Regions from separate parts of the Capsicum annuum genome. Here region 2 is linked to region 1. The links are chromatin contacts, called in public Hi-C maps. All regions are on one chromosome and are shown on one strand. The core of a region is the stretch at or near the end of the contact, and the rest is flanking DNA. Distances in the headings are between cores, read along the strand shown.

Region 1 (4,133 bases), core at 556-3,055:
TCGGATCATAAATGTCAAAAACGTGTGCCTCCAGTGCCTTATTTATGGCAAGATCTCGAATTAGATCGTGAACCCTACATCTAGTAACTTTCTCCCAAAATGTTTCTGCCACTTGAACCAAACTTCGACTTATCAACTCATTCAAGAAGCCTTCAGCTACATCCTCGATTCCTTCTTCTCCTCTTGGTATGAAACCCTCAGCCATCCACAACTGCATTATGTTTTCAGCCTCGAGCTCTTGATCTTCTGGAAACATACCAATGTAAAGAAAACACTGTTTGAGCACAGTTGGCAAATCATTGTAGCTCAATGATAGTATGAGGAAGATTTCACTAGAGTCGTATTTAAAGCTCTGCCAAAGGTGTGCCTTCACCCTTTTCCATTCTTCTAGCCTCCTTTTATGAGAAAGCAGCCCGCTTAATACAACAATTGCAAGAGGTAAGCCTTGACACTTGTCCACCATATATTTAGCTAGGCTTTCCATTGCTGGGATCATTTCTCGAACATCAAGTAGTTTCCTACAAAAGAGATCCCAACTTTCTTCTTGGCGTAGAAAACGAAGAAAATGGACAAAACCTCTGTCGACTGCTCTTACAGCGACTTCCTCGTTGCGCGTGGTAATAATAACTCGGCTGCCGTTCTCACTATCCGGGAATGCTCTTTTCAGACTTTCCCAAGCTTCTATCTGCCATACATCATCAACCACCACAAGATATTTGTGTTCTTTTAATAGATCGACAAGGTGACTTTCTAGATCTGACTCAGTAATCTTATCCACCGAATCTGGATTTTCCTTAGTGCGTCCTTGGATAGATTCTATGATTTTCCTATGAAGATCCATGGTGTTGTACTCTTGAGAAACACAAACCCAAGCGCGTATTTGGAAGCTAGAGACTATATTAGGACTGATGTAGAGGTTTCTGGCAAGAGTGGTCTTGCCCAGTCCACCCATACCACAAATGGAGATGACGCTTCGATGAGGCTCTGCTTTGAGAAGTTCAGCTAGCAATGTTTCTACAACATCCTGAAAGCCAACAAAAATGTGATCATCCATATAGGAGGTAGTTCTCCTCCGTGTTCTTAACATGGCAGACTGATCGGTTGGCCGATTACTTGGCCCTCCTCCTGCATTATTGCTATCTGCAATACCATAAGTGTGTCGTTTGAGAGAGATTTCCATGATTCGTCTCTTGAGTGATTGGATCTCCTTGCTGGCTTTGTAGAATTTGTTCTCCTTCCAACCGATACAAGCACAAGCCTTGAGACGACTAGCAAATCCATCACCTTCACCAGCCTCAAAGTTGTAGGTCTCAACTATAGCGACAGCATCATTAGCAACAGCGTTGATCTCAAACACCCATTGTTGAACTCTTCGATCTTCAATTTGCTTTTCTTCTGCATCTTTGATGAAATACTGCATGAATAGCAACTCATTTCGCAGCCACTGCACGTCCTCTCTGAGACTTGTACGCAGGTAAACTTCCTGTATGAGAAAATCACCCAGCTTTTGAACTGCAAATGACACAAAGGCATCAGCCATCTTCAGGTGTTTGAATTTTTTCTGTTATGACTTCTTGGGTGTGGTGTTACAGCAATACTTGCACTAGGCTTGATGCAGAGCAAGTAGGAGGGGGAGTTAATGTTAGTAAGGTTCTAGCTGTCATTTAACTACTATTCTTTTTATTTCTTTTTAGCTATCATTTAACTATTACTATATCATGTTGTTTGTTATTGTTACTTTTCTTCTCCATTGTTTTCAACATAAATTTTTCACTACTGTAATTATTTTACATATACTTGAGCATTGATGTGCTTTACTTGAGCTAGGACCTATCAAAAACTACTTTTATCTTTTCAAGATAGGGGTAAGGTTGAGTACACACATCAAACTTCTTCCCATCAACTTCTTTACACTGGTATGTTTATTGTTGTAGATCTCATAAAAGTGAGAACAACCAACGTGGTCCACTTGTTTTTATTATTTGTGGTTGAATATATGGTGTTACTTTTACGATTAGAAATAGTTTAAAGAGAATAAGCATAAATATCCCCTTTAATTTGTCGTCATAATTTACTTTAGCACTTTAATCATATAGGCAATTATTACCTCCCTAAACAATTTTCACGTGAATTATATTACCCTTAATGGCTGACATGGCACAAAAAATTAAAAAAAATAAAGCAATTATTTTTTTAAAAAAAAAGGAGTGCTAATGGGATATTTTAATAATTTGTTAATTATTATATATAATTCAGTTATATATAATAAAAGAAAAATAATAACTAAAAACACCCCCTTTCCCCCTTTCATCTTCTTCAAAACACCCACCAATTTGATTTTCTTCAAATAACCAACCCCTTGCCATCTTCCCCGGCCCTCTCCCTGCCTCCCCTTCTTCTTCTTCGAACCCCAGCCTCCTCCCTTCTTCTTCTACAAACTTTCACCCCCTTCCTAATACGATACAAACCACGGATTGTACCAAAAACTACACAAAAATAGTCCATAAACAAGAAGGAACCCGAGAGCTCAACAACACCAAAATCTCGGGTCCAACAACAACAAGAACAAGGTGTAAATGACACCAAAAAAATGCCACAACAACAAGAGATAAACAACATTATAACGACAATAACAACACTAGGATAACAATAATCAAGCGTTACTAGATTACAAGACACAACAAGAACCAACAGGTTCACTAGACAACACAAACTAAGGCATGAAATGTAAAGATAGATAGTGTGACATACACTATTACAAGATCAGGAACCCAAAGATATATTAAATCTAAGGACTCCTAAAACTTACAATAGCAACACCACACCCTTACGAAGACACAAGAGGGATTCCACCGCTCAGGCACCAACGTTTCCAAGTAATACACATTCACAAGAGAATCCACACTTGCTCATGTCCTAGTTTTGGCCTAGGGAGGCTCTCTCTCTCAAGAGAGGTGTTATTTGTGTTCTTACATCAACATTCAATAACTAATGAGCTAACACCCTAACATGTTCTTTATATAGGCTATTACACATAATAGACAAAATGACAAAAGTGCCCCTTAGTGTTAAATGAATAAAATGGCGCCCATGAAGTGCAATATAGGGGCGGCTTTGGAGCCCTTTTCACACTTCAACTCATACACTCCATAGGTTGCATTCAACACACTCAAAAATGTAAAACGTCCATCTTCATGATCGTGCCCGTATCACTTCCTTCTTCTTCAAATCCTCCCATTTCTCTTTAATTTCTTTTTTTTTTCTCAAATCCCTATCGTCACCTTAAAAAAAACCTTCAGCTTGCTTCAAAAAATCTTTATTATAACTTTCACATATGCAATTTAGAATACCTATTTTATTTCTAAAAAAAAAAAAAACTATGAGAGAAAATTAGCGAAACCTAAAACAATGACTAAGGAATAAGAAGTATTAATGGAGGTCATCAGAAGAAGAAAGGAAGGGTGGGTGGGTGGCTGGGGTCGGGTTGGGGTAGTGGTGGTTTGAAGATTAAAATTGGAAGCAGGGGTTAGTTTTTCTTAACATATAAAATATATATTAGTGAAATTAATTTTTCAAATAATTTTTTATGTGGCCCTGACGTGCTGCGGACATGGCAATGACGTCGCGCAAATGTAATACATTCTCCATTGTGAGAGTGGTATCACATTTTGAGGGTGATAGATAATTCATGCAAAAGTTATTTAAGGGAGCAAATAATTGTATATAAAGTTAAAGTACTAAAGTAAGTTGTGTCGATAAGTTCAGGGGGTTTTTATGCTTTTTCCCTAGTTTAAATATACCAATCATTGTGCTTCTTATCCAAATATACCCCAATGACACACGTTATGCTCCAGGACATAAGTTTAGTGATGCAAATTATTCTTCAAGACACAAGTTATGCTTCTAGGCATAAATTTACTGACAGAAGTCTTGCATGCGAGTAAGATAGTACATAATATAAGTGAATTACAGAGTTAATCGAAGTATTATAAAGTGGTTTGAAATGCAATCTCATCCATAATCCATGTGATGATTTTAAGTATCTATCTAACCTCATCTTTTATGTTGTCCAATAACTTAATAACTTCTTAAGAGATGGAAAAAGAGGGTTGATAGAACATATATTGGAATAC
Region 2 (4,133 bases), core at 765-3,264, 200 kb before region 1:
TGCAAGGAAGAGGCTCAACACATACACATCAGGGGCAGTAAGATCAAGACCTGGCAGAATGCATTACAAAAGTTGCAGCACTACCCCTAGGAGCAATTCGAATTGATGAAATTTTTTTTTTAGCTCATGCAGATAGGCTTGCATGAGTTAGCTTATTAGATAAGTGAATGGTCAGCATTCACTGGCTTTGTAATGAACAATTTTTGGTGAAATAGAATTGACTGTTAAAAAAAAATAAAAATACAGTTTCAAAGTGACCAATAGCATTTAAGTGTATCTTCAAGTATTTTTTAAAAGTGTATCTTCAAGTATTTAAGGTAAAGTAATGTAAGATTTGAAGGATGCCCTCTCAAATTGGAAAGGTAGAAGTTACATAAATTCACTATTAACATTGCTATAATGTTCAACTCAAAGTTGCACCAAAGTTTTCAATTTTACAACAGACAAAAGTCAACATTAGCAATAAAAAAATAGATGGACATGCACACAGCTTTCCTAATAAAATGACTATCTGGAATCTGACTCACCAAATGATCAGTATAAGTCAATTCATACTATTCAGCGAGCTGATATTTCTCCTGCTAAAGTATGTCTACTATACTGATATCAGATGCAAAACAAGACAAACAGAACACATTTGTTGTCTGAAACAAAATATGTAAAGCTAGCCGCATAACGTACAACAAGCTACGCTGGGCGAGGTAACAAGTGAATAGAATTTGAACAACACTAGATTCTTGTATTTACAAAACCTGTTGATGAAAGAACGCCTTACACGCACAAACACGCATTTTTAATGTTTGTAGATTAGCACATTACAGACTCCATCTGGACATTACACTCCATCTGGACTCCATACAAATAAACATAAGAAAATGCTAACTTAGAAAATGCGCGGTTGAACTTAGAGTTGATAATGGACAATGATCAACTCAATCCATATTTCATCTCCTTTTTATCTTTAAGATTGGGTGATTACACACTTCTACAGGAATGCATATAAATTAATAAAAAACAGCACATACACATACAGAGAGCAAATTCAAGCGGCAATCTAACCAATCGCAACAAATTTGATCAATTAAATCAACAACGAATGAACAAAATCACTCATGTTAATCCTTACTTCACACCTAAATACTCAGAATTAAGCATAAGAAAAACTCAATTTCATCTATCCACGAAAAAAAATCACAAAAATGCACATTAAATTTACAGTTGATTCTAGCCGATCTGAATTGCATCAACTCGTCACTTCAAACAAATTTATCATCTGATTACACTCATTTACTCATCCTTACTTCACTATAAGCACATTTGAGCACTCGGAATGAAGCACAAAAACCACTCAATTTCATCAATTCATAAAAAATTCCAAATTGCAACAAATCGTAGAAACAAAACAATACGTGCAGAGTCACCGGTCTGAATCAATCTTATCAACTCAATCCATTTCAAAACAACATTCATCACATGATTATACACTTATACCAAACAAATGAACACAAAAAAAAAAAAAAACACTCAATTTAATCAAATTCATATTAAATCACGAAAATGCCAGTTAAACTTACAGTTCAATTATTTCCTTCTGATCCAAATAGCAACAATCTCATTCACCAAGCAAAAAATTGATTTTGAATCCCACAGAGCGAAAAATCTGAATATCCCTGGCACCAGTAAATCATTTTTGAAGCGGCACCAGTAAATCCCACAGAGCTCACCACCGGCAGCTCACTACCAGATCGTCTAAACAGCTCACCACCGGCGACTGTAGCGATTGATTGTAGAAATTGTCGTTGTAGCAATTGTAGCGAAGAGAAGCTAATCGATTGATTGTCTCCATGGCCCTAATCGATTGATTGTCTCCACGTTCGTCTCCACAAAATGAGAGTACTGTATAGTAGGTTTAAGCTAGAGAAGCCGCTCCAAAAGCTTTATTAAAATGTTCTTTTTATTTTTTGGACGGACTTAATGATTTTTTTTGTGTGTGTGTGAAAATGGAGGGAATAAAATGAGCTTGCTATAGCTTATTTTATTTAGCTATTGCAATGCTATAGCTTATTTCATTTAGCTATTGCAATGGTCAAAAGCAATGATTATAATGTTAAATTATATCTAATAGAATAATTATTTTTGATAATACTTGAAACCATTGCAATAGACCATCTATTGCAACGCTTTGTTAACCATTGCTAAAAAAATTTGTTATCATAAGGTAGTTTTTAGTAGTGTCTCCATCTTTAACACCCACTGTTGTGGCAGACATATCAGTAGCAACTAAAACAATTGTGAAAAAAAAAAAAGATAGCTCTTTATATATGTATATATGTTGATCTTTTCTTATAAGAAAAATATATTTAGATAAATACGCATGAATCTGATATTGACACGTAATTAAACACATAAAAAATCATAGAAATACACATAAAAATAATTAAACTAAATAAGTAAAGGGTATTTTTATAAACAAATAATATATTCTTAAAAATAATGCAATGCATATTATTTTTATTAGAACAAACCAAACAACCACTAAAAAACAACATGAGGATAACTAATCTCAGAACATCTAATCCCAACATAACTAATCTCAGCATATATAACTTGTCCTTACATTTATCTGAAGTAACAAACTTCTATTTCTTTATTTTTACACATGTGATTTTTTTTCTCAAGAAGTACTTTTGCAAATTGAACTCTGAGAATTTTTTCATTGAATCAGTTGTGCTTACTTATTTCAATGGCCTCTTGTCAATCATCAAAACTTCACAAGTAATAGTATGTTGCAATTTAGTTTGTCAATTATCAAAACTTCACAAGTAATAACATACTGCAATTTAGTTTGTTAGGATCATAAAGTGCTACAAGTTGACAAAAAAAAACTATAGATTGAGCATTTTTTGTATTATTTTAATTTAGAACACAGACCAATCTATTCAATGTTATTCTCGACGTTCTCATATTTTGGGAATGATAAATAATAGTATCATTACTTTATTTACACTCAATTTTTTTTCAGAATAATTATTCATTGAAAGATCAGAACTATATGGAAGTCATTTTTCTGAGTTCTAAGAAAATTAATAAGAAAAAAATATTTCTCAAAATATTTTAATCAATCAAGCATAAAAAATCAAAAATTATTTCCCTTCCTAACATCTATAATCTATATTTATATATCTATCTATAATCTACAATTTATAATCTATAATATATTAAAAGTGAAAAAGTGATTCGAATTTTTTACCCTTCATTAAAAGTCTGAGCAATAAATAAAATTATTTTTTCACCTTTTTTTTTTCTCAATTTATTATTTACTCCTAAAAATATATGGATATAATTTAAGATTCCTAAAATATATGAAATAGAAGGACTTTTGATATATATGAAAAAAAATAATCAGTAGAATATATTGCTAATTAAATAAATATACTAAATTTTCAAAATAAAGATTCAATTTCTCTTTTTAGTATTTGTATAGTTTTTTAGTTGTTTTTAAATTTATTTTTTTTTGTCCATGTCAACTTTTTGTGCATTGAGATGCCACTTCATAAAAATTGGCTTTTGTTTCAGCTTTATTCGTTTAAAAAAAATTCTTTTCATGTTATCTAAGTAATATTTTTTTCTTTATATTTTTCTTTCTCTTTCGAACTTTATCATGTTTTTGTCTTTCTTTTAGGTGTAGGAAATCTTTATTATTGACTTTTTTATTCCCCTTTTTGGTTTAGACCCCCCCACCCAACCCACCCCCCACTCGCTCTATATATATATATATTATGTCAAAGTTATTTTTTTTTGTTTAAGAAGTTTTCTCTTATAGTAGATGTTAATGTTTGTCTTATTATTTTCTCTTATGTTTTTCACCAGGAATATATTATTCATATATTTTATTAAAATTGCAGGTTCTTGAAGTGAGTTTGTGTAGAGGTATGGTTTTCTAAATTTTTAGACTGATTTGAAGTTTCCAATAATAAATAATGTATTTATGATTGACAATTGCAAATTGAGAAACTTATTTGTTAGTTTTCTTTATAAAATTTTATATACAACTAATAATTTGAAATTGACTTATTTATAATTTTGAACAAATTATTTGGATCGTCGCATAATGAAATTGTCTTATTTATAAT

The links. A called contact is a pair of places that touch in the nucleus more often than the background predicts.
Region 2: a contact with region 1 is called in a Hi-C map of leaf, with 2.3 times the contacts expected there. The contact joins the promoter of LOC107863023 here to the promoter of LOC107863022 in region 1. A contact is called at or near these places in 2 of 5 Hi-C or Micro-C datasets (leaf and placenta).

Annotation. Positions count from the first base shown.
Region 1 is chr5:15,922,793-15,926,925 of UCD10Xv1.1, reverse strand. LOC107863022 (disease resistance protein RPP13) reads right to left here and starts at 1,805. Exons shown (of 2, transcript XM_016708774.2): 1 at 1-1,805. The coding sequence starts at 1,540.
Region 2 is chr5:16,126,163-16,130,295 of UCD10Xv1.1, reverse strand. LOC107863023 (TATA-binding protein-associated factor BTAF1) reads right to left here and starts at 2,014. Exons shown (of 5, transcript XR_007055647.1): 1 at 1,575-2,014.